Linked DNA regions of Sus scrofa: all the other regions are linked to region 2. The links are chromatin contacts, called in public HiChIP or PLAC-seq and promoter capture Hi-C maps. All regions are on one chromosome and are shown on one strand. Each heading gives the region's core, a stretch centred on a gene start, on an enhancer-like site or on the middle of the called end of the contact. The rest is flanking DNA. Distances are from core to core; before and after follow the strand shown.

Region 1 (5,575 bases), core at 2,264-4,763, 160 kb after region 2:
CCGATGAGGGGCTGAAGAATAAAATCGGTGACAGGTTTTTAAGCAGGAGGTATGTAATCATATCACTGATGGATGTAATTTGTCTGGACATTATATACTCTCTGCTGAGGACTGATTTACACACAGGTCAAAGGAAGGTGGCTTCCTGGAGTCCCCTGAAGCATAAATAATGTTTGTAACCACGAGGAGTTTTCCCACCATACGGTAGGGGCAGATGCGGTGGTCTCATCCTGGGGGCTTGGATGATTTTAGCTGAACTCTCCTACACTGGGCCCAGGCCCCCAACATCTTCTTCACCCTTGTCCCCTTGGTTGGCGGCTGATGAAATGGATGCTTTGGAATTCATTTTATAAACAGGACGTAGAAGGCCATTACCACGCAGGCAATTGCCACAGCAGCATGTAGCCTGGTTCCAATCACAGCGGCTAGCAGGAAAAAATAAAAAGAGAAAGAAAAATCACACCTTGCCTTTCATATAAGTCCTCATTTTCAAGGTGATATTCTGAAATCTCTAGGCACAGATGAAGAGACCTAGCAAGGGTCTCAAGACCCCACCCAGGGATGAAATTAAATACGACCCTTAAGCCCTGAGTTCTAGGAGAATATACTGTTTGTTTACATTTTGCCCTATTTTGAAAAAAGATTTAGGTAAGTAGGATTCCAGATAAAGGTGCCCAAATAAGAAGTAAAAAAACATCCGAATGAATAAAATCAAAAAAAATTTTTTTGTCGTTTCTAGGGCCGCACCTGTGGCATATGGAGGTTCCCAGGCTAGGGGTCGAATCAGAGCTGCAGGTGCCGGCCTACGCCGCAGCCACTCGAGATCCGAGCCATGACTGCGACCTACGCCACAGCTCAAGGCAACGCTGGATCCTTAACCCACTGAGCGAGGCCAGGGATCAAACCTGCAACCTCATGGTTCCTAGTTGGATTCGTTAACCACTGAACCACAATGGGAACTCCTGAAATCAAAACTTAAAAGAGGCTCCAGTTCATTCTTTCTAGAAATTCAGAAAAATGTTTCATCAGGAAAATATTCCTAACAATGCCAGTTCAGTCTAAGCTTGTTTAATATACATACTTTTCTCCATAGAGATTACCAGATTATCTTGGGGCTTAAATAATTATGTCAAAGTGAAACCAAATAACGATCCCGCCCATCCCACCCCCACTGTGTAGCGCCTCACTGTCCTCTCCTCCCCCTGACAGATATGATCTCACCTTTGTAAAACACACCCCAAACTCCCTTCTTCTCTGAGAGCAGCCAGGTTTTGAGGCGAGGTACCTTCTTGAAGTAGGCACAGGTACAAACAAAGAGCAAGCCGAACACCAGAATTCCATCCAGCGAGTACACTGTTAGAGAAAGAGGAGAAGACCTTTGGTGCTAATCTAGCTGGGGAGAGGGGAGCCCACAGAACAGAGTGCGACAGAATATCAAGATGATAACCTCGACTGCAGCGCCAGCCGGTGACATGAGGGAGCCATGGTCCTGGGACTCACAAGGTTACTTTATTGTTCCTCAAAATCACTTGTAGATATTTCCCCAACAAAAATCTCACTGCTCCCTTCCCTCCACTTTCAAGAACTATAAATTCTGAGAAGGGTGCTTTGCTTTATGTGGAATCAGCCTACTGGGAATGCTGACTGGCAATAGGTTGAGAGAGGCATAAGAACCCTTGGTGCCTGAATGGAGAGAATTAAACATGTTCTTATTATAAAGAACTCATGTGATAAAGGAAAGCTAGATATTTAGCCACATCTCTCAGGTCAGCATCCGCTGGTGAACAACACACAAGGCAAATGTAAAGCTTAATGGAGACTGCAAGAGTTCAAATCCATATGACTAAAATTTTCCAATGCTTATCTTACACTTCACATGTAAATTTTCCAATGCTTATCTTACACTTCACATGTACTCTACTTACAAACCAAATTTCTACCAGAATAACATTCTTGAAAAAAAAAAAAGTATCTGAGGCTTGGACATAGTGGGACGACGATTGTGGGGGAAAAAACCTTTGAACAATTAGTTCTATTTCTTACATATGTAAACCAAAACAGATCCTTTAACCTGCTGCAGCAGGCTGGGGATTGAACCTGCACCTACACAGTGACCTGAGCTGCTGCAATCGGGTTCTTAACCCATGCACCACAGTGGGAACTCCCCAAGCTGTTTCTTATTAACACAATGAATCACCTAAGTGCAAAAAAATAAATAAATAAATAAAGGGTGATGGGTCATGAACATTTATTCAATAATTACTGTGTTCCAACTGCTCTCTTATTTCTCAGTTTAGATGATTTCTTCCTCTGGGTGATATCCCTTCCTGTACTGTGCCTAATAACCTCGGACCTCTGACTGCTCCTGAAGCTCCAAAAGGATATTTTACAAAACCAGCATCTGCCAGTTCTGGGCCACCAGTGTACCGCCCTCTCTCCTTCCAGTAAAACTACCCCACAGCCAAATTAAAACAAGCGTCCAGTAAATTAAAACATACACTAAGTTTTTATGCTGAACAATATTTTACTTGCTAGTCTTTTTCTACCATAAATTCTGACAGGTAAAGCCAAAAGCCACAAGGACGGGAAATGTGAACCCTCAGTACCAGGTTTATGGAGAAGTACTTTTGAGAGATGCTCTCCTATGCGCCTCAAATTATACTGCCTAAGAAGCCTTCTCATCTTTCTTGTTAAGGTTGATGCTAAAGACTGCAAAGGCTTTGTTTCTTGCCCTTCCCTGGAATTCGGTAATCATGTCCATAAAGTGTTTGAAGACACCTGAAAAATTAGGTCAGACAAACAGGGTAGCAACTGCCACATCATTTAGAAGAGGCAGTGTCTAAATGCAAACCCTGCAACACTAACCATGGTCTCCAGATGGGATCGTCCAGGCAGGACTTTAGAATCAAATAAGAGAAAACTTTAAAGCATTTTTGCAAAACAAGTAGAACTTTTTTTTGAGTCTACATTCACTGCCCCCCCAAATGTGGAGCCAAAAATCCTCTGATTTTTTTGTCCTCCCTAGGAGCTTACTATCCAAAAGTATGAGAACGCAGAGGGCTGTGAGAAGGATCTGTTTTTCACTGGTGCTAAAGCGACATTAAGGGCCAGAACGAACTTCTAGAAAGGGGACAAGGGAAAGCACAGGGTAGGGGCCAAGGACTCGGGGAGGGGGCACATGAAGCACTGAGGGTTCCAGATGGGCACAGGGCGGAGGAACCCGCAGAGGGGTTGAGGGAACAGGAGTTACGGCCCCAAGAGAACAAGGGGGGACTGGGCTGGGAGGGGGCGGGGAGAGCGGCCACGTCAGTCCCGGCTCCGCCCGCCACGTTTCCTCTCGCTCTGCTCTCTCCTCCGCCGCTCTGGGCATTGGTTCTCACCGTTCGTCATGGCGGCTGGGCCGGGGCCTGGGTATGGCGTCCCGGGATCGGCGGTGGTAGCGGCGAAGGCGGGGGAACCCCAGCTCCCGCTTGACACTTCCCGATCAGGGCCGCAGCGATCAGGGCAGGAGTCAGAGTACGCAGGCGCAAGGGCAGAGAGGGGAGCGCCGAACGCAATCAGGGGTGGATAGTCGATTGCCGAGCTAGGGAACCTGCGTGGGAGGAATTGCGCTAATATGTGTGGTTTAGAAAAACGCTATCCCGCAGGGTTCCTCCGTGGCCATGGTAACCAAGTCTCTTCTGAGCGCCCCTGAAGAGTTAGTGTTGGGGCGTAACCTGTCCTGCTAGCGTCGTGGTTGAAAAAGGTAAAGGCTTCAGTTTTGCCCTTTATTTTGCGCTTTGGTAGCTGCAGTGTCTGCGTGTGTGCGTTTGGTGTGTCTGTAAGCGGCTGCCCGCCTGCAACGGAGAGGTGCCGCCTGCAACGGAGAGGTCTCCGTCTCAAGCTTCCATTTAAAAGAAGCCGCGCTTGCTGCGTCTCTCCTTACTCCTTAAACAAATCTGGAGAGTGAGGTTGCGTTTGGACTTTCAGTTAGGAACCTTATAACGCTAAAACTCTACATTGTTGGGAAACGTTTAGATAATTGCCTGTTTGCATCAATTTTTCTTTAAACTATCAGGATAGTCTCAATTATCTCTTGTATTTAGTTATGCAGGGGTCACCTCAACTTCTTTAACCGGGAAATGGAGATATTGGGACAGCTCTTCTCACAGCATTTTAACAACCTGACCAAATACACCGTCAGTTTAATGTTAGCGCGGGGTTGAGGAGACGAAGCCACAGGTCCCATTTTGAACAGCGAAATCCTTAATTACACACAACGCGACCTGCCTTTATTAGAGTCGGGGCGAAAGTGCGACTGAGTTGTTGGGAGCTGAAGGTTAGTTAAGGTTAGTAATCCGCAGATGTCTACATCCTAAAGGGATTCTTTGTCCTTCCTCCTGCAGAGCCACCTGCTGGCTGCGGCCTGCTTGGTTTTGAGGAAGAAAAGCTATCAAAGCCTCCTAGGAGTTGGAGTGGAAAAGCAAGCCAAAAAGTCTGATTAGGACAGACTCCTTATGAAAATACACATAAATGCAAATGAACTTATTTACAAAACAGAAATAGACCCACGGGCATAGAAAACATGGTTACCAAAGGGGAAAGAGAGGGAGGGATAAATTAGAATTTATAATTTGTAAATTATCTTTTAATCAGTTAACTCTTTTTCAAAATATCATTCCTCTTGCCCCCTTTTCCGTTCTACATCCATCACCTTTGTGATTTTGCCATTTCAGTCACTGTTTTTTCTTTTTTTTTTTTTTTCTGGCCACACCTGCCTTGTCCTCCAAGGGTATGGAAGATCCCAGGCTAGAAGTTTTTAAGCATCAATTAAATCCTCACAGCAGTGAGAACGTGCATTTGTATAACATTTTGACATTTTCAAAGCAAACACACCTTGTCATCGTACCTGAAGTAATCGTCACAACTGCCTCATCACCTCTATTTTAGAGATAATCTAAGGTTTAGAGTAAGGACTATCCAGTATCGACAGTCTTCTGGTCTTCTGAACTCAGAACTAGAAAATTTTAGTCCACACCATGACTGCTATTTACTTTAACACAACCGCTGCCTGCTGAGTATATGTCTAACTCCTTGCCTGCTATACAAGGCCTTCCAGCAGCATTTTCTATTGTTCCTATATGTGGACTTCAAGCTTCAGCTCTGAAAAGACTGTTCTGCGTTCCTCAAATGTACTCTCTGCTCTCACATTTTGGCTCATGCCATCTACTCTTTTGGAGATAACTTTTATCTCCTCGTTTTTACTAGACGGAAGCCATTCCAGTTTTCTTTTTTCTTTCGTGCGCTGAAAGGTAAGTCTCTTCTCACCTGTCACTCTCAGAGTTTAAGAATTAAGTTTAAGGACAAAAAAAAATCACAATTGAAGAACTGGGAAGAGTGATTGTCTCCTTACTATTTCAAAGGACGGTAATGGACATAATACCTTACTGTTTCTCCTTGTGTCTGTCTTTCTTCTTCTTCCTATTCTTTCTTCTCACGCTTGTATTTATTTCCCTTCTTCCTCTCTCCACCATATTTTTTTTATTCCAGGTTCTAAGTAGTATTTTACCTTTTTTTTTTATTGAATAAAGTGAAT
Region 2 (5,824 bases), core at 2,676-5,175:
TGCCTCCAGGAAGACTGCGCTGCGACTGTTCTTAAGGAGCTCCAGCATACTCTATTTGGACTAGTCTAAATAAATGCATGCATCCTCAGTGCAAAAGTGTCCATCTGTTTGAGCTTTCTATATGGAAAACCATTGAGAACGGTGGAATCCTTTAGCCAGACTGTATGGAATCTGCAGACCCCCAGCCCCTCTTTCCCTTCCCATATCCACATTTTCTTCCACAGAGGTTCCTAACACTGTCCTTTTCTTTAGAGAGTTTATGACAACCCCGCAGCACCAGGTGCTAAAAGAGATGCTCAAAATGATCTGCTTTCTTCCTCTCTGTGCTTTCCCGGTTGGAAAACCAGAATGCACATCTATCCCAGAGACACAGAAGGCAGGACACATAAATAGTCACACAGCTAATTAAAGACAAAGCACTAAGATGAGAGGGAGGGCTGGGAGATACTGAAGAAACAGGAGCAGAGTCTCATTAAGCCCCCGGGAAAGAATAAAGGTGAGGTGCACTTGCTTACATGTCTCCATTTCTATAACAAATAAGATACTGAAGGCATTCGGTGATGCGATCTGCCAGAGACAGCAACAATTCCTCCCATCCTGGTATGGGTATGGTGCTCTTCCCAGCAAGAACTGGAGTTTCTTTCTCCTCCCCTTGAATCTGGTTGACCATGGGACCCGCTTTGACCAAAAGAATGTAGTGGAGGTGATGCTATGTCAGTTGGCCTAGACCTTAAGAGGTCTGGTAGTTTCTGCTTTTGCTTTTAGAAGTCAGCTCCCACATAAAGGATCTCAGGACAGATTACTGAATTTACCAGAGGCCACATGGAAGACAACCAAGCATCCTGGCTGACAGCCAGCACCACAGCCCTAGACGTGTGTGGCCACCCTGGACTCCTTGGCCTTGGTCAAGCGAAATCTACTCCTCATGTAGAGACAGTCTGTCCTTGCACTGCCCTGCCCAAATTGTAAAATCATGAGCAGATGAACAGTTGCTGTTGTTTCAAGTTGCTAAATATTGTGTGGTTGGTTACATAGTAATACAGGACTGAAACAGCCTTCTATGCATCAGGCACTGGACATCAGGTTTTCTCTTAATCTTCATTTTACAAATAAAGTTTATAAATTGTTCCAAGTTACGTAGCTGGAAAGTAGAGCATCTGGGATTTGAACCAGGTTTGTTTGACTTCAAGCCTTTCTTCCCTATTTCCTCCCCACTGTCTGGGCCTGCACTGGAATCGTGGGTTTAGGAAAGAAAAGATTTCTAGAAGGCAATAAACATTAGGCAAGGTTTTGAGGAGGAAGGGGATATGTTTTGGCTGAGTGTGAAGAACTTTTCTGTTTGGACCAAAGGCCTATTTTCAGTGGAGGCAAAGTATCTATTTCAGCCTCTGTCAATTGGAGTTTCCTGAGAATGAAGTCCCAGTGCCCCAAGACATTCATTGCAGGTCATAAATTAACTTCTTCCTATGCACTGAGAATGTTACTAGTTCTGTAGCATCCTTGGGAGAATTGAGAAAAAAGTTGCACAAATCATTTGCAGGGTCTAATGTACCTGGAGAATCCCTGCTGAGAGTGTTAGGAGGGACATTAGGCAGAAGGGGCCAGGGTCCAGAGCCAGCCAGTCCGGTACACAATGACCAAGAGGCCTCCCTGCAGCCAAAGCAGGGCCTAGGTCAGGAAGGAGTAAAATACCCCCAGCTATGATATCCTAAGGCTCAGTTAGACCTCTGGCCTCAGGCCACAGTCAGTCCCATGCCTCTGCTATTTGGTGAAGTACTCAAAGCCATCTCTTAAAGTTGGCATATTCTCAACCTTTATGGTGAATGAATAAAATCTTCACATTGGACAAGACCTCCAAACACAGGTAATCTTTCTGCATTCAAGAACTGCACTGGAATCCTGAAGTTTTCTTTTTTCCTTTTTTTTTTTTTTTTAAGGGCTGCAGGTGTGGCATACAGAAGCTCCCAGGCTAGGGGTCTAATCAGGGCAACAGCTGCTGGTCTATGCCAGAGCCACGGCAACGCCACGTCTGAGCCGCATCTGTGACCTACACCACAGCTCATGGCAACCCTGGATCCTTAACCCACTGACCGAGGCCAGGGATCCAACCCGCAACCTCATGGTTCCTAGTCGGATTGGTTTCCACTGTGCCATGATGGGAACGCCTATTTATCCAAAATATTTTTAACACCTATTCACACATATCATTTTGGGGTTCAGCTGAGGGGGACATATATTTCCCAGGTGAATGGCCTTATGCTGAATGAAGAATTCTTGTGCCTGAAATCTACATTGTCATTCTGATGGAAGAAAGGAGATCCACTGCTTTTTTTTTTTTTTTTTTTTTTTTTGCAACAGCTTTCAAAATCATAATTTGGTGATAGAAAATTAGAGATGTGGAGTTCCCATGGTGGCACAGTGGTTAACGAATCCGACTAGAAACCATGAGGTTGCGGGTTCAGTCCCTGCCCTTGCTCAGTGGGTTAACGATCCAGCATTGCCGTGAGCTGTGGTGTAGGTTGCAGACGAGGCTCGGATCCTGAGTTGCTGCGCCTCTGGCGTAGGCTGGCGGCTACAGCACCAATTCAACCCCAAGCCTGGGAACCTCCATATGCCGCGGGAGCGGCCCAAGAAATAGCAAAAAGACCAAAAAAAAAAAAAAAAAAAAATTAGAGATGAATTTCCTTAGGAGAGAGAAACTTTTGTTTGCTAAAACTGTCTCCTCCACTTACCTGAAGGTGGGTGAAGGATTTCCCTACTCCGGCTCGCTGCTCCTAGGGGAAAAAGGAATGCAGTTAATTAAGAGTTTCTTTCCCTCTGATCTCCACCTGCCACTACCTGCCAGGAGAGAAGGGGAGCTACTGGCACAGGTTTTCCCACCTCCAAACAATCTGAGCCCTACAAGCAATTAAAATTCCACCTTCAGCAGAAAACCTATGGAAAAAGAGGCAAGCCTCTTCTCTGAGCTCTTCCTCACATCAACTTGCAACTTCTCAGCCTCCCCACCCTTTCCCTTATCAAGCCACTAAATTCCAAGGCTGCTCTGCTTCCTGTGGCATTTCTCACAGTAACACCTCACTCCTGCAAACCTCACCACCTGAACTTGACAACTAAAAACTAAGAGGTAAACAGAAAGCCTATAATGGTCATAAACTCTGGAGACTAAAAGCTCAGGCTCTTTGTTTTCGAGAAAGCTCTTCAACCACTCTTCCAGGGCCTTTTAACTTAAAATGTTTAGAACCTTTCTAAGAAGCTCAGTTAACTGGTAGCCCAGTCTATTCACAGGCAACCCTTGGAAACAACAAAGAAAATCCCTAATAAGGAGGCCTAAGCTTTTTTACAAACACAGCTTTTAATTTAGAGGAAGCAAGTCACCAACACTACCCTCAAAAGCCTCCGAGGCACAAGGTATAAAACATGGTGTGTTCATAATTATCCTCCTAACCATGTCCTACTGTGACGGCCACGATCCTCCTAGATAAGCGAGGGGTCAAATATAAACGCTGCCAGGTCAAATATGCTCCATATACTTGTCAACAGAGGAGCCACGGTTGCATCTGAAGCCAAACTTCCCTGTCTGAAAAGCCTGTTTTCTTCATACCTCAAGATGCCACAGGTTCCTAAAGTTCTTGCCTAAAAAGTCGATGGAAGATGTACTTCTTAGAGAACCTCAGTATACCTAAGGTATAAAGTTTGGTTGCTTCCGTAAACTTGGAAAAAATCACAACTGAGGGCCCTGGCTACCACGGCGCTTCCGAAAAGAGCCCCCGGACGAACTTCCTCAGGCAGAGCGTTAGCTTTGGGGCCGACGGCCGTGAGGGGCGTCAGAACCCAGCCCCGCCCAGCACGAGGAGGGGGCGGAGAAGGGGGGGGGGCCGGCCGGGAGCGAGGCTCTCACTCATTGGTCCGTTCCCTCGCGCGCCGCCGCGAGGTCCCGCCCCTCGCAGGCCCCGCTCCCGGAGGGTAGCCCTGAGAGGTCTTCCCCGCTCGCGCGCGCGCGCGCTCGCGGCCTCCCTGCTCCAGGCCTCCCGGCTTTAGCTCTCCGGATGGAGCCTTTCTTGGAACGGCTCTTCGCCTGGTTCCCACCTGCAGACTTCCGGCCGGCGGCCCCCTCCGCCGCCCCGCCCCACGAGGGCGGGAGATGCTGGCCGCCACCAATCATGAGTGCGCATGGTAGGAGAGGGTGGGGCCTGAGAGATTCGAAAGGAGCCCCGCCCCCTCGGAGCTGATTCCCGGGACTAGGTTGTGGAAGGAAAGCACCTTCCGCAGGAGGTGAGGCGGAACGGAAAGTAGAAATAGGGTGGGCTGCCGGCGTGGAAGGGATGTGGTGCCGCGGGGAGTAGAAAGGTGGCTTGGAGAGAGGAAGAACCAGAGAATGGTCGCGGAGAGGGAGATGGGGGGGCGTAGACCGCCCTGCGAGGAGAGGTCGGGTCGCAGGGGGCGGGGGCCGCCGTGCGCAGGGACATTGGAGTGTGGAGGTACGTGTCTGGACCTGTCCCGGAGATAACAGGGGTGGTTTACTGGAGCAAGTGCTGCTCTCGGGATGCTTGCTTCACCTCCAAGCACGACCCCTTGCAGCCTAGCTGGGCCTAGCTGGGAGGCCTTGGGCAGAATGGAGACCTGAGGGGAGGTATTTTTCTCTCCAGCTCAAGTCTAAGCTGATTCTTGCTTCTCTGGAACATGGAAGGTTTAGAAGAAGGTAAGGAAACCCTGGAGGGAAGAATGAGGCCCTGTGATTGAGAGCCGTGTTTGGGACCCAAGGCTGTATTTCTTCTTTCCTCCCCTACAGATGTAAAGTTTATAGTGGATGAGACCTTGGACTTTGGGGGGCTGTCACCATCTGACAGGTAGTAGACTCTTTATCCTACTTACTTTGCTTCCACAATGCTTGTCTTTAACTTTTACTGGCCTCGGGTCTGGATTGGGAATTTAGCAAGATTGGGTGCACTGAGGATTCTGGGTAGCTGGTTGACTTGGGCCCCTTGTGACACGACTGGGGGAGGGGAGAAGGGATAAGCTGGAATGAGATTGCAGGGTGTTAAGTAGAAGGGTAAGTAGATTTGCCGCATCTTCATCCTGACATAATTTCCAATGTCAGAAAATGCTGAAGGCCTCATAGAACCAGGTGTCTCATCAGGTAGATCTCACAGCCAGCAGGGACATCAGGGTTGGGGTTGTGGCTCTGGCTCAGACGTGGGGGCTTTGCCCAGTCTCCTTCTCTCTAACGTGTGGGCATGGTGTTCGGTTTGTTTTCTGCGTCAGTCGAGAGGAAGAAGATATAGCAGTGTTGGCGACTCCAGAGAAACCTGTCCGACGAGGCCTCTCTCATCGAAGTGACCCGAATGCTGTGGTCCCCGCCCCCCAGGGTCTGAGGCTCAGCTTAGGCCCCCTCAGCCCAGAGAAGCTGGAAGAAATCCTCGATGAGGCCAATCGGTTAGCAGCTCAGCTGGAGCAGTGTGCCCTGCAGGAGCGAGAGAACACGGGCGAGGGCCCAGTGCCTCGAAGAGTGAAGCCCAGCCCTCGGCGGGAGACCTTTGTGCTCAAGGACAGTCCTGTCCGAGACCTGCTGCCCACGGTCAGCTCTCTGGCTCGGAGCACTCCCTCCCCCAGCAGCCTGACACCCCGCCTCCGCAGCAGTGACAGGAAGGGGTCAGTCAGGGCTCTTCGGACGACATCTGGAAAGAGGCCCCCCAGCGTGAAGAGGGTGAGTTTAGAGAGTTTGGGTTGATGTGTGCCCCTGGCACTGTTCATGACTCAGTACAGGTGTAGAGCAGTTTTCTTGTCAGTGAAATGGAAGTCACATTCTACCTCATTAAATTGTTGG
Region 3 (5,287 bases), core at 2,602-5,101, 230 kb before region 2:
TAAATAAAAATAAAAACAAAACATTTGCAAACAGTGCACTGTATGCCTTTCTATGCACTACACTGTGGTTAGGAAACCCCACATAACACAATTTTGTCTTTCTATAGAATATTATGATTAAACAGCAATGTGATATATCAAGAGCTTTCAATAACACATCTAAAAGAAATTTAAACCAAAGGTAACTGAAGAATTATAATACTGCATTCTTCCAAATTAATCTGAATTTCTATAATATCTTTAATCTGTAACACTCATTTCGATATAACAATGATAGCTAATATGCACTACACTAAAACTGTGCGCCAAGCTGTGTTCTACTTCACATTATTATCATATTTAATCCTCACAGCAAGGATTCTTATGAAGTCCCTCTATTTTCTCCCTTTTAAAGATTAAGAGGAGGGAGTTCCCGTCGTGGCACAGTGGTTAATGAATCCAACTAGGAACCTTGAGGTTGCAGGTTCAATCCCTGGCCTTGCTCAGTGGGTTAAAGATCTGGCATGGCCGTGAGCTGTGGTGTAGGTTGCAGACGCGGCTTGGATCCCGCGTTGCTGTGGCTCTGGCGTAGCCCAGCAGCTACAGCTCCAATTCGACCCCTGGCCTCCTGGGAACCTCCAGGTGGCGCGGGAAGCAGCCCTAGAAAAAGGCAAAAAAACAAACAAAAAAAGATTAAGAGGAGTACCCTCTGTGGTGCAATGGGATTTGGTGGCATCTCTGCAGCGCCAGGATGCAGGTTCAATCCTGGGCCCAGCACAGGGGTTAAAGGATCCCGCTGCTGCCATCGCCACATAGGCCACAACTGGAGCTCGGATCCTATCCCTGGCCCAGGAGCTCCATATGCCGTGGGGCAGCCAAAAATAGGAGGAAAAAAATTAGGAAACTGAGGCAGAGAGAAAATGAGTAAATAACTTTCCCAAAGTTATAGCTGGTAAGTGGAAATTACCACTTGAAACAGTCTAACTTCAGACCCCATGTTATTTATTAATCACTACCCTAAACCGCTTCCCAGCAAGGAAGGAAAAGACAGTCATCTTTAACGAACACCTATTATGTGCCAGGAGAGACAAGAGTATGTAAACAGATTTCAACTTAGACTAAGTTTAACAGTCTTGCCGTGTTGAAATAAAAATGACTTGCATGTACATCAAAGGAGTTATTCTACAGCAAAAAGAAAATTATTTGTACGCTGTGATGGGTGCATCATGCTTACAGAAATAGCAAGGAAGATATTTAATTTCACAGGTGGGTTATGTTATGGTTCAAGCAAGAGCATCTGTCTCTGTAACCTATTTGAATCTGTTGATTTAACTTGCTCAAGAATATTTTTAAACTCTTACTTAAAACAATAAAATTGATAAAAAGTAAAAGCATGAGTTCCCGTCATGGCTTAGTGGTTAACGAATCTGACTAGGAGCCATGAGGCTGCGGGCTGGATCCCTGGCCTTGCTCAGTGGGTTGCTGTGAACTGTGGTGTGGGTTGTAGACGCGGCTCGGATCTGGTGTTGCTGCAGCTCTGGCGTAGGCGGGCGGCTACAGCTCCAATTAGACCCCTAGCCTGGGAACTTCCATATGCTGAAGGAGCAGCCCTAGAAAAGGCAAAAAGACAAAAAAAAAAATAAAGTAAAAGCAAATGCTTTAATACTTTAATTTTACTTACTGCTTTTGAAGTTCCCTAAGTGATCATCTGTTTAATTTTGTTTTTAATTAAATGTACTATTTATGAAGTCTTGAATAAAGATTTTTCTAGACATTTGAACAAGTTCTGCTTGCCTAAGTTCTGCCTGCCAAATCCTGTCATTTGAAAGAAAGACTCACAGTTTACCTTTACTTTCATAACCAATCAGTCAATAGAGACAACCCCAACGTCTTAAGTATTATGGTTTATATCAAACATCTGAAAAGCCCCAAGGAGCAATGTCCAACATTAGCTGGTTAACAGTATGTATTTTAAAAGCACCCACTACATACCAGCGACCCCACTCATTCACAAATGCTGTTAATAGAGAGTGGCAGACTGGAACTTCAATTTGAATTCATACATTCTATAGGCTTGGTATTCAAACTGAAAGCTCAAGCTCCAATGCCTAACTTTCCCTCTTTATTCAAAAAGCTGTTACCAGGGTTTCTGCAATCTACAAACCATCAAACATGTTAACATGAAGAGACGAGCATGGGCGCCCAAAACAAACCTCGGGTTATGGTGGTGCATTCTATCCTCTGGAGCTTTATATTATAAAAACTTAGCACTTCTCCTAAATCAACCTCTTTTTCTCAAAAATCAATTGTTTCAAAAAGTAAAGTGATACTGCTTACAGAAATTGTTACTCCCACTTGTTCTTCCCTAACGGATCCCTAGAAAACACTAACAGTGAAGAAATGTGGCTTGATTTATTGGTAAGCTGATGCTAGGGTACTTTATCTGATTCACTGAGCCTCTAGAAATCAGTGTCTCAAAATTCTAAAACAAATCATGCTGAGTAAAATGCATCTGACTGTAAAAGCTGCTTAAAACGAATGTCAACTAAAATAAACAGTAATTCCTGAAGCCAATATTTTTATGTTTTTAAAATTTTTATCTTTTTAGGGCCAGACCTGCGGCATATGGAGGTTCCCAGGCTAGGGGTCCAATCCAAGCTGTTGCTACTGGCCTACGGCCAGAGCCACAGCAACACCAGATCCTTAACCCACTGAGCAAGGCCAGGGATCGAACCCACAACCTTATGGTTCCTAGTCGGATTCCTTTCCACTGCGCTATGGCGGGAACTTCTGAAGCCAATTATTTTTAGTTTGAAAAAAACAAAAAAAGTACAGGTCTGTCGCTGTCACACTTTTAACAGTAAGTATGTCCAATTCCACAATTTATTTTTAGATAACTGCATTCCCACTGCCCATCATTCTTAGTAACTATTCAGAAACTTCCACTGTGTAATCTATTGACACCATTACATCTTATGCCACAAACCTCAAACAAACCAGGACATAAATTTCCTCAGCTCACACCACCTCCCCCTTATGAAAACAAGGCAAGGAGTTATAAAACCTTAAGAGAATAAATATCACAGAAAAAGGTGGATAAGTACACACAGCCTCTGCACCCGAATTCTTTTCCTTTATACCCTAGAACCTGTCATTTACCTCAACTACACATCTTCGTGTTCCTGGATAACCCGGGGTTCCTTCGCCTTCCAGACAGTTCAAAATGCCCACTCTAATAAATGGCAAGGTCCTCCGGAACCGCTGTCTCGGCCCCTCTATTTCTATTAACCACTCAAGCCTCCCAGCTCTATCCTGTCACAAAGTATCACCATGCTGCATGCACACTCGCAAGCCATTATACAAGCCCAACACCCTCTCCCACCCTCCTTGCTACCAACTCATTCCAACCCCTCACTTGCAAAACCTTCCCTAATCTGAGCTCTTCCCATATTCCTAATAAAGTCTCAATGTCCTACTGGACCATATTCCCAAGCTCTCTCCGCTAAACGCAATTACAGCATGGAGTCGCACCCTCTCGCCTAATTTCAAACACCTCAAAACCCCACCTCTCATCAAGCCCGCCCGAGGCCTCAGCCACCAGCCCCACACCCCGCCTTGAGCCCGTCACTGCCTCCAGACCCTTCGGGGTCCTTTCCGAGGGCCCGGTCTGACCCCGGCTCAGGGCTCCCGGCTCAGGGCTCCCGAGTGCCTGGGCCCTCCCGAAACCTCCGCCAGCCCCGCCCCCAGCTCCTCACCAAGTAGCAGCAGCTTCACTTCTTTCGCCGCTTTCTCCCCATCCTCCCGCAAGTTGCGGTCGATCATCTTGCTCCGTTCCACCGCCGCCTTGTCTTCGGCGCTCAACGTGCAGCCCATGGCGGCGGCGGGAGTGGGGACCGGGCCGGGGCTCACTTAACACACCGCGGAGACTGCGGCTCGGCCGGCTGAGACAGCGTCTACTGCTGGGCGGCGGCCCTCTCCGTCAGCCCCCGGAGCGCCCGAAGGAACCGGATATCCGGAGTTTCACGACACTTCCGGCGACGCCCCGCGCCGTTGCTGCGCGGACCTTTCTGGCTGGGGTAGGGGAGGCACAACCGAAAGCGGAAGTACAGAGAGAGGGTTGGGAGGGCGGTCGGCGATTCTGGTGAAGTGGGGAGGCTCTCTCGAGCTCCCCCGGGCTCCGCTCGACCTTAGTCCCCTTTCACCTTTTTTTTCGGCTGCCTTGTTTGGATAAATGCAGAAAAGCCAGGGACTGGTTGCTCCAGCTCAAGGCATCCTCCCGAGGTCACATAGCCAGCTTCAGATTGGCTTGGGGGGGTGGGACTTCCCAAATAATTGCCCACAGCCCGCACGGGAATTTCTGCTGGGAATTTCTCACTGGCCAGAAAGCCCATCTGAACTCTGGCTGTGACGATCTGGGGCCCCTGCCCAAGTGTAGAACACTTTCTCTGCCAGGGTTGTCTCAGCCAGATCGCTAGGGTGAGAATTATGTCTGGACCCTGGCCACGCTCCACATCTGAAATAAGTAAGATCGGCCATGGTTGGGACTTCATGGATCCCTTTCTGCCCTCTGGCCCACCGCCTCCTTCTCTTAGCTGTACCCTGTGGGCTTGAGAGTTGCCCAGCTACTATGTTGGCAAAGGGCCACGTGAAATCGCTAACAGATCTTAAATTACCTGAAAGATAAAGAGTGTAGTTGCTCCAGAAAATTCCCGCGTTACCTTTCCCCAAGGCAAGCCAGTGTTAGCGCTCACAGATCGTCCTGCATTAGGGGTTAGGACGTCTACCAAGATTAGTCAATCAAAGTCCCACACCCAAAACCAGTACATCCTATAAATCTCCTAAAACTTCCTGTTGTGGTAACACAAGAAAAGCGAAGTTCTAGTAAAATTTGTCTCTCGGCTATAGCATCACCTGAAAGTTGATAAATCCCCTGTGAAAGCCCCAGACTTTTTATCCATAATCCTGGATACTACAGTGAAAGTGTCCCTTAATTACCTTCATTTCCAAATAGCCTGCAAATTCTCTCACCGTATAGTCTAGGGAGAGGAATTCTTGTAGCCTCCAAGTCTTTCCCTGAAATTAAAAACTATTTCCTTAATAGAATCTAAACCTTAGAATATTAGGTCCCAACAGAAAGGTCTATATAGTGACTGTTGACCCTCAGAGGGATTTCTTGAGAGCCAACCTAAACAGCCTCATCTACCATCATACATCAAGAACAGATCTTCCAAGTTCTAAGTCTCCTACTCTTTTCTAAGTGACTGCTAGAATAAAAGGGACTGCGTTTCCATATTCAACACTTTAGGGG
Region 4 (5,732 bases), core at 1,860-4,359, 170 kb before region 2:
AGGTGGGGGTGGGGCCCGGGCGTAAAGCTTGCTGAGGGGCCCGTGTCTTCTTTCTGTCACCAGGAGGTGGAGAGAGTAATACACGTGAGTGGTATCAACTGCCTCGGTCTCCAAGCCCCTAACCCTGCTCACAGACTCATGATAGAGATGCCGGAGTTTCCCAAGCTTAGAGTTTAAATTTGCCTCCTTCCCATCTGAATTGGAGCCTTTGAGACTCAAAATTCTATCGCTTCCTGAACCTCTCTGCTCTTTGCAGATGTTAGAACTTTACTCCACCAGAAGCTAGATGTTTGCTTAAACAAAAATTCCGACCCGCAACAATCTCTGAAGCCCCTCCCCCGCCTTCCTATTCCGGAAGCCTCCCTCCGTCACCCCGCGACCTCCCAACGGACCCTGTCTGTCCTCGGAGTTCCATGTTTCACCTTCCCCTGTCCCCTCTAGCTCCTCCCTAGGGCTCCCCTCACCGCAGTGCTTCTGGAAAGCTTGAGGCTTCACCACTTGGCTGCAATGGTTACACACAACCAAATAGAAGTCATCATGGGCAGGGCAGTGCCCGAAGATGGACATGTCTGCAATGACAGAAGCCCTTATCACCAAGGCCGGGGACCCCAGGGTTTCCCTGTAAGATCAGAGGACATCCCACCCACCACTCAGATGACACTTCCCCTCCCGGCCGATGTGACAGGCTTTCGACTGGACTCTCCCAGCTTCCAGAGTTCCATCTAACCAGTCCCTAAGAATGTGGGCTTTCAGGTGAGTGGGTGCCAAACACCTATGCTTAGCAGCTTCCTCAATAGGTCACAGGAGCCAGGAGAATGGGCTGACTCAGACCTATGAAAGTGAGAATCCCCAGACCTGCTGCTTCGAGCAGCCACCTCCTGGGACGTGGTGGGAGAGGGCTTCGAAGGTGGCCCTGTCTGCCCTGGGCCCCAGCCTTAATGTGTGTTGACTCCCACCTTCTTTAATGAGGGTCATGGCATCCAACTTCTTCATGTTTTTGTTGCTCTCCTCCAACTCAGCCCCTGGAGGAGAAACACAGCTCAGAAGGACCACTCTCATCCCAGAAACCCCATCTCCAACCTGTCCAGGGTCTGCCGCTAAGCAGGAGGAAGCGCAGACTTCTTGGCAAGCACCTGGCGCTCAGGACCATTAAAGAACTTTTCAGTAGATCTTTCTCAAGTGCCCATCGTTCCTTCACCAGCTACCTCTGGAATGAGCCGGCCCCATCAGGAGGGATCCAGATAACTTTCTTATGGTTCCTTTGCTCCAAAGTGCAGTTCAGGATTCCACTGCTGACTAGTTGGGTGACTACAGGTAATGTATCGCTTTTCTGGGCTTACTTCCTCACTTAAATAGGAAACAGTCCTTAATATATTTTACTACAGATCCCCAAGTCTCTTCTTGAGATGTCTCAGGTGGGTCCTTTCTGCTTTTCTGTGGAATCCCAAACACATACTCTCCCAGGTCCCCATCCCCAATTCTGTTCCACCTGGGTGGCTATGACACTGTCAAAGTTACACCCAGCTTCTCAGGTCCTGTGTTGAGAGGATGGCCACAGAGCAGAGAAACTGCTGTCTTGGGTGTTTGGACATCTTCAAAGTCCCCCTGGTCATCCACACAAGCCCTTTTCCTCTTTGGGGGGGGGTGGGCAAGGGTTGCCCTTGTACCTCAGTTTTTGTTGATGACAAAACATCTTAGCTGTGCAAAGCAGCTCTCTCCCCATCCCCCTGCCTTACTTCTCTCCCCTTCCTCCTCTACGCCCCCTCCCTGTCCCTTGGAAAAAAAAAATCAATTCTGAGTCACCAAACCCGTCTGATTCCATTTCCGGTTCTCATTGCACCCAGACCCTGACAATGGCCCCATCCTTGCCCACCCAGCATGGGGCAGTTCTGAGGTGGCCTGGGCTTCCACTTAGGTCTGCTTCTGACACCTACTAATAGACTTGCCCCTTTCTAGAATGAGAAGAACACTGACAGTCTTATATAATCTCCAGCTATGAGGGGCGGTGGGTTAGGCATGCAAGAACCGAGGGCCAGCTCCCACCCTTAAGTTGGTTAAAATGCAGCGATGGACAGAACTGAGCTGGGAGTTGGATGTCTCAGAGGAGAACAAGTGTCATCAGAGACCGCTCCATGTGGTCTCCTCCTTCACCTCTTCTCACTTGTAAACTTCTTCAGGGGCGTGATGCCTGCTGTCACCCTAAAGGCCACGAGGCCAGATGCCCCCTGGGGTCCAGGAGACAAAGATCAGGAGAAGGGGCTGTCAGGCCGCTCACCAAAAGCACTCGGGGGCCTAGAGAAGGTGAGGGTCAGGAGAGAGAGCCTGGGAGGCAGGGTGAGAGGCCCGGGAAAGGATGGAGGGCTGGAGGCATGGATGGATGGACAGAAGGAGGGAGGAAGGGAGGATGGATAAATGGATGGACCAACGAACTAATGCGGAGGAGGGGGGGTCCGGTGGCACTGCAGCCAGCAGGCAAATGCCAAAAAGGAGCAGGAGGTGTGGGGCAGAAGGCGAAGAAACAAGGGGGACTGGGAGGGGGGCACAGAAGTGGGGTGCGTGGGAAACACGTGGAGAGGACTGCTGCAGATAGGGAAAGCTCGAGGCAGGTGCAGGAGAGGCGGAAGCTGGAGGATAGCAAGCAAGGAGAAACATAAAGGCAAGCAGATGTGGGGGCAGGTATTGGGCAACGGCAGAGGCAGAGGTGGGCAGGGTGGGCTGCTGGCGGAGAGTCGGCACTAGGACCCGGAGGCGCGAAGGTGGCGGAGCAGGCGGGCACTAGGACCCGGCGGGTCCTTTGTTTGGGGGGCCGGGGAGCCGGACGGCGGCTCCCGTCGGCGGCTCCCCTCTGCTGGCGGGGGCCCGGAGGGGGGGAGGGGAGACAGTGATGGGGTCCTTGGACTCTAGGGGAGCTTCACTCACCGTCGGCCGCAGGCAGCTCGGCCCGCTCCACCCACGAGCTCCAGCTCTGTCCCGCGAAGTCATCGAGACTCGGCACCCGCCGCTCCAGAGCGGCCATTGCTGCCGCCGCGCGTTCACGCACCGCCATCACCGCCGCGGACGCGCGCCCGCCCCGGCGCCGCCGCCGCGCGGCCCCCTCCCCCCATCCTCGCCGCGGGCACGCCTCTCCTCTCCTGCCCACCTTTTCAGCTCACTCTTTGCGCAAGCGCAGCACTGGACGCCTTCACTTCACTCTCCCTCTTGAGTAGCCTTCTGGGAAATGTAGTCTTAGAGGTGGTGCATTTGCCTACGGAGCTCGCAGCAAGAGCCCCTCGAAATGCACAATTGCAGGAGAGGGGGGTAAAGAGACCAAAGCCCCAGGACCTCTGCTCCTAACCCTTGTGCACACATCCTTTGTGCTACCAGCTCATTATCCCAAGCTCACTGCTCACAAACCTCAGTCTCAAACCTCTCTCTGCCCAAGACGCCCCTTTAAGCTGTGCTTCCGCCAGCTGGCTGGCGCCCCTTCCTGGGCTGGCGGCCACGAAGCGACTTCGCTTCCCTGTAGATCGAATAGGGTAGGTGCAGTGAGGTGGGCGCTGTGAATCCGAAGGGCAAAGGGAGGGGGTCTGTAGGATGTGCTGAAGGACACAAGGGTTGGAGTGGGGGAGGGTCATCAACTCTCGTGTTGTGCCTCCTGTGTGGGAAACCCACGCTGCCCTGATGCAGAGCAGAGGATTGGAGTGGCGTTGTCTAGGTTTGGGAGGACTTAGCTGAGCTAACCAAGATTACCTGTCAGGATGACAGAAAGCTATCTCCGAGCCCGAGCCAGCCCCGGAACTGGGGTGGCCCCGAGGCTGCTGGTGTTTGCAGCATCTCTGCTGATCCGTCTCTCTCCTCCCGAGAACTGCGATCAATACCCTGTGCTGCCTCTTCCCAAACCCTGGCTGGACCCTGGCTTCATCCATCAATTTGGCTTCTTTTTCTAACGAATATTTTCTCTGCTGGAAGGGTTGCTACCAGAGCCTCGGCATAGGGTGATTTCTCATCAGATCTGTCATTTTCCTTGCTAAGGCCTGGGAAAACCTTAATCATCCACCTCTTTCTTCTTCTCAGCTGATAACATTCCTTCCCACCTTCACACAATCAAGAGACAAAAGCCCACCCCCCAACACCATCACATCAGAAAAGAGAGAACTGATTCTCTTTTCCCTCCTCAACAACTTACACTTCACCCTGTATTCATTATTTCATCTATGGGGAAAACAAATTGGAGTCGAATAAGTCAAGGTCTGTGATGTCAAGACCTCGGACTTTCTTCTCATATTCACCCAGGGAAAGTTAAGTACTTCAATATAATCTCCGAGGGCAGAGATTCTTAACCTGAGAACCACAGATGATTCCCAAAAGGTCCGGGAACCTGGTGACATTGAATGTAATATTGTGCCTAAGTGTATTTTTCTAGGGGATGTAAAGGTAGCATGTGACTGACTGTTGGAAGGGGAAAGAGGTGCAAGTTTGTTCGGCAAAGCACGTAGCTCTCATCTCCTGACAGGAAGCCTGTCTAGGTCACAGATGGTAGGAGAGCAAATGGAAACAGCATTGTGGAAGCTACTATCTCGCGCCTTTTGAGTTTGCTCTAAATTTACTAATGAGTCTTAATGACTTTGGACTAATTGGTGCCACCAAAAGAGGAGATGTCACCAGCCTGGGGCCTGCCAGGAACAACTCCTCAGCCTGCAGACTCCACTGTGGGGGGCGGGGTGGGGGGGGGAGTGTGCAGAGTGGAGAGGAGTGGAATGATGTTTTGATGGAAATGCTGATATTTGTCCAAGAACTTAAAGGGAAGGAGGAGGAAAGAAAATCCCCAGAAGGGCTCCATTCTTGGCTCCCTCGTGGCAAATGCTTGAAGCACTGTTTATTCAAATGTATAGTAACAAGCACCAGAAAACAACATGCAACATTCTCCCCCCCACCACCCCACCCCGACCTGCAATCCCGGAAGAAGGACACCTATGACCACGATGGTGGAGAGAACTCATGTTCAGGAAAGGTCCTAGGTGGGCACACTGGCAGGGCCAGTTTACTGGGGCAAAGGGCAAGTGCCCTGCCTTTTGGCCTCCCGCAGCAGCTGGAGAAACCAGACACCTTCTCCTACCTCAGGCCCCACTTGGCGAAGTGGTGATGCCAGCCCTGGTGGGAGGGGACGTGAGTCCTTTTGAGGATAGCCCGGCCTTCAGCATGTGGACCAGGCCAGCCCTCTGAAGGTAGCGAGGTGAAGCAGCCTTTCCTCTTAGGGCGGCCACAGAGGGAGAGGCCATAGCCGAAGTCAAGGCTCTTCTGGCTGAGAGCAAGCCAGCCTCTTGTAGAGGAGAAAGAGCCTTCTCTGCTTTAGGGAAAGTTCTGGGCTAGGGCTCTTTGGCAGGCGTGCATACCCACTCACCCCTTTCCCTAGCTGAAGGACCAGTTAGTAACTTTGGCCCCAAATGAGAACACTTTATCCATCATATTTCAGATAAATTATAAATATGTACACAGAAGCCAAACAAAGTTCCAGTAGAAGTTGTTTACAGACCCTCCCGGGGGCCAGCTTGGAGGAAAATGAAGATCACCCCTTTGTTCTTTGTGTCTCTGAAGCTGTAGACAAAACTGTCCCCCCTCTTGTCCTTGAGTAACCTTGGGGACAGCTCAGGACAGAGAGAGGTTCAGACTTAGAAACACTCTCCTCCCCATCTCCTATGTTCCCTCCTCAAATCTCTTCCCCCAAGTCGAAAAAACAAGTATGGTAAAGTTTC

What was found. Promoter capture Hi-C pulls out the DNA fragments that hold promoters and counts their contacts. HiChIP or PLAC-seq counts read pairs in DNA pulled down with a chosen protein or histone mark.
Region 1: a contact with region 2 is called in a promoter capture Hi-C map of liver, with 2.3 times the contacts expected there. The contact joins the promoter of TMEM167B here to the promoter of PSRC1 in region 2. A contact is called at or near these places in 1 of 5 promoter capture datasets (liver) and 2 of 47 Hi-C or Micro-C datasets (embryonic fibroblasts and fetal liver).
Region 3: an H3K27ac HiChIP or PLAC-seq map of alveolar macrophages shows a contact between it and region 2. The contact joins the promoter of GNAI3 here to the promoter of PSRC1 in region 2. A contact is called at or near these places in 1 of 5 promoter capture datasets (liver) and 1 of 2 datasets of contacts at active chromatin or transcription factors (alveolar macrophages).
Region 4: a promoter capture Hi-C map of fetal liver shows a contact between it and region 2, with 4 times the contacts expected there. The contact joins the promoter of ATXN7L2 here to the promoter of PSRC1 in region 2. A contact is called at or near these places in 2 of 5 promoter capture datasets (fetal liver and liver), 4 of 47 Hi-C or Micro-C datasets (embryonic fibroblasts, epiblast stem cells, fetal heart ventricle and 1 more) and 2 of 2 datasets of contacts at active chromatin or transcription factors (alveolar macrophages and skeletal muscle).

Annotation. Positions count from the first base shown.
Region 1 is chr4:110,967,996-110,973,570 of Sscrofa11.1, forward strand. It overlaps TMEM167B (protein kish-B), which reads right to left and starts at 3,514. Exons shown (of 3, transcript XM_001926138.5): 1 at 3,381-3,514; 2 at 1,222-1,353; 3 at 1-425. The coding sequence starts at 3,390. The coding sequence ends at 343.
Region 2 is chr4:110,809,384-110,815,207 of Sscrofa11.1, forward strand. It overlaps PSRC1 (proline/serine-rich coiled-coil protein 1), which reads left to right and starts at 3,926. Exons shown (of 8, transcript XM_013997292.2): 1 at 3,926-4,272; 2 at 4,647-4,699; 3 at 4,790-4,847; 4 at 5,263-5,704. The coding sequence starts at 4,681. LOC110260358 (a long non-coding RNA gene) reads right to left here and starts at 3,868. Exons shown (of 4, transcript XR_002343531.1): 1 at 3,602-3,868; 2 at 2,733-2,774. It also overlaps a transcript of MYBPHL not described here.
Region 3 is chr4:110,575,061-110,580,347 of Sscrofa11.1, forward strand. GNAI3 (G protein subunit alpha i3) reads right to left here and starts at 3,852. Exons shown (of 8, transcript NM_001123117.1): 1 at 3,735-3,852. The coding sequence starts at 3,852.
Region 4 is chr4:110,642,972-110,648,703 of Sscrofa11.1, forward strand. It overlaps ATXN7L2 (ataxin-7-like protein 2), which reads right to left and starts at 3,110. Exons shown (of 11, transcript XM_021090075.1): 1 at 2,920-3,110; 2 at 957-1,022; 3 at 1-53. The coding sequence starts at 3,046. It overlaps SYPL2 (synaptophysin-like protein 2), which reads right to left. Exons shown (of 7, transcript XM_021090083.1): 7 at 4,819-5,732.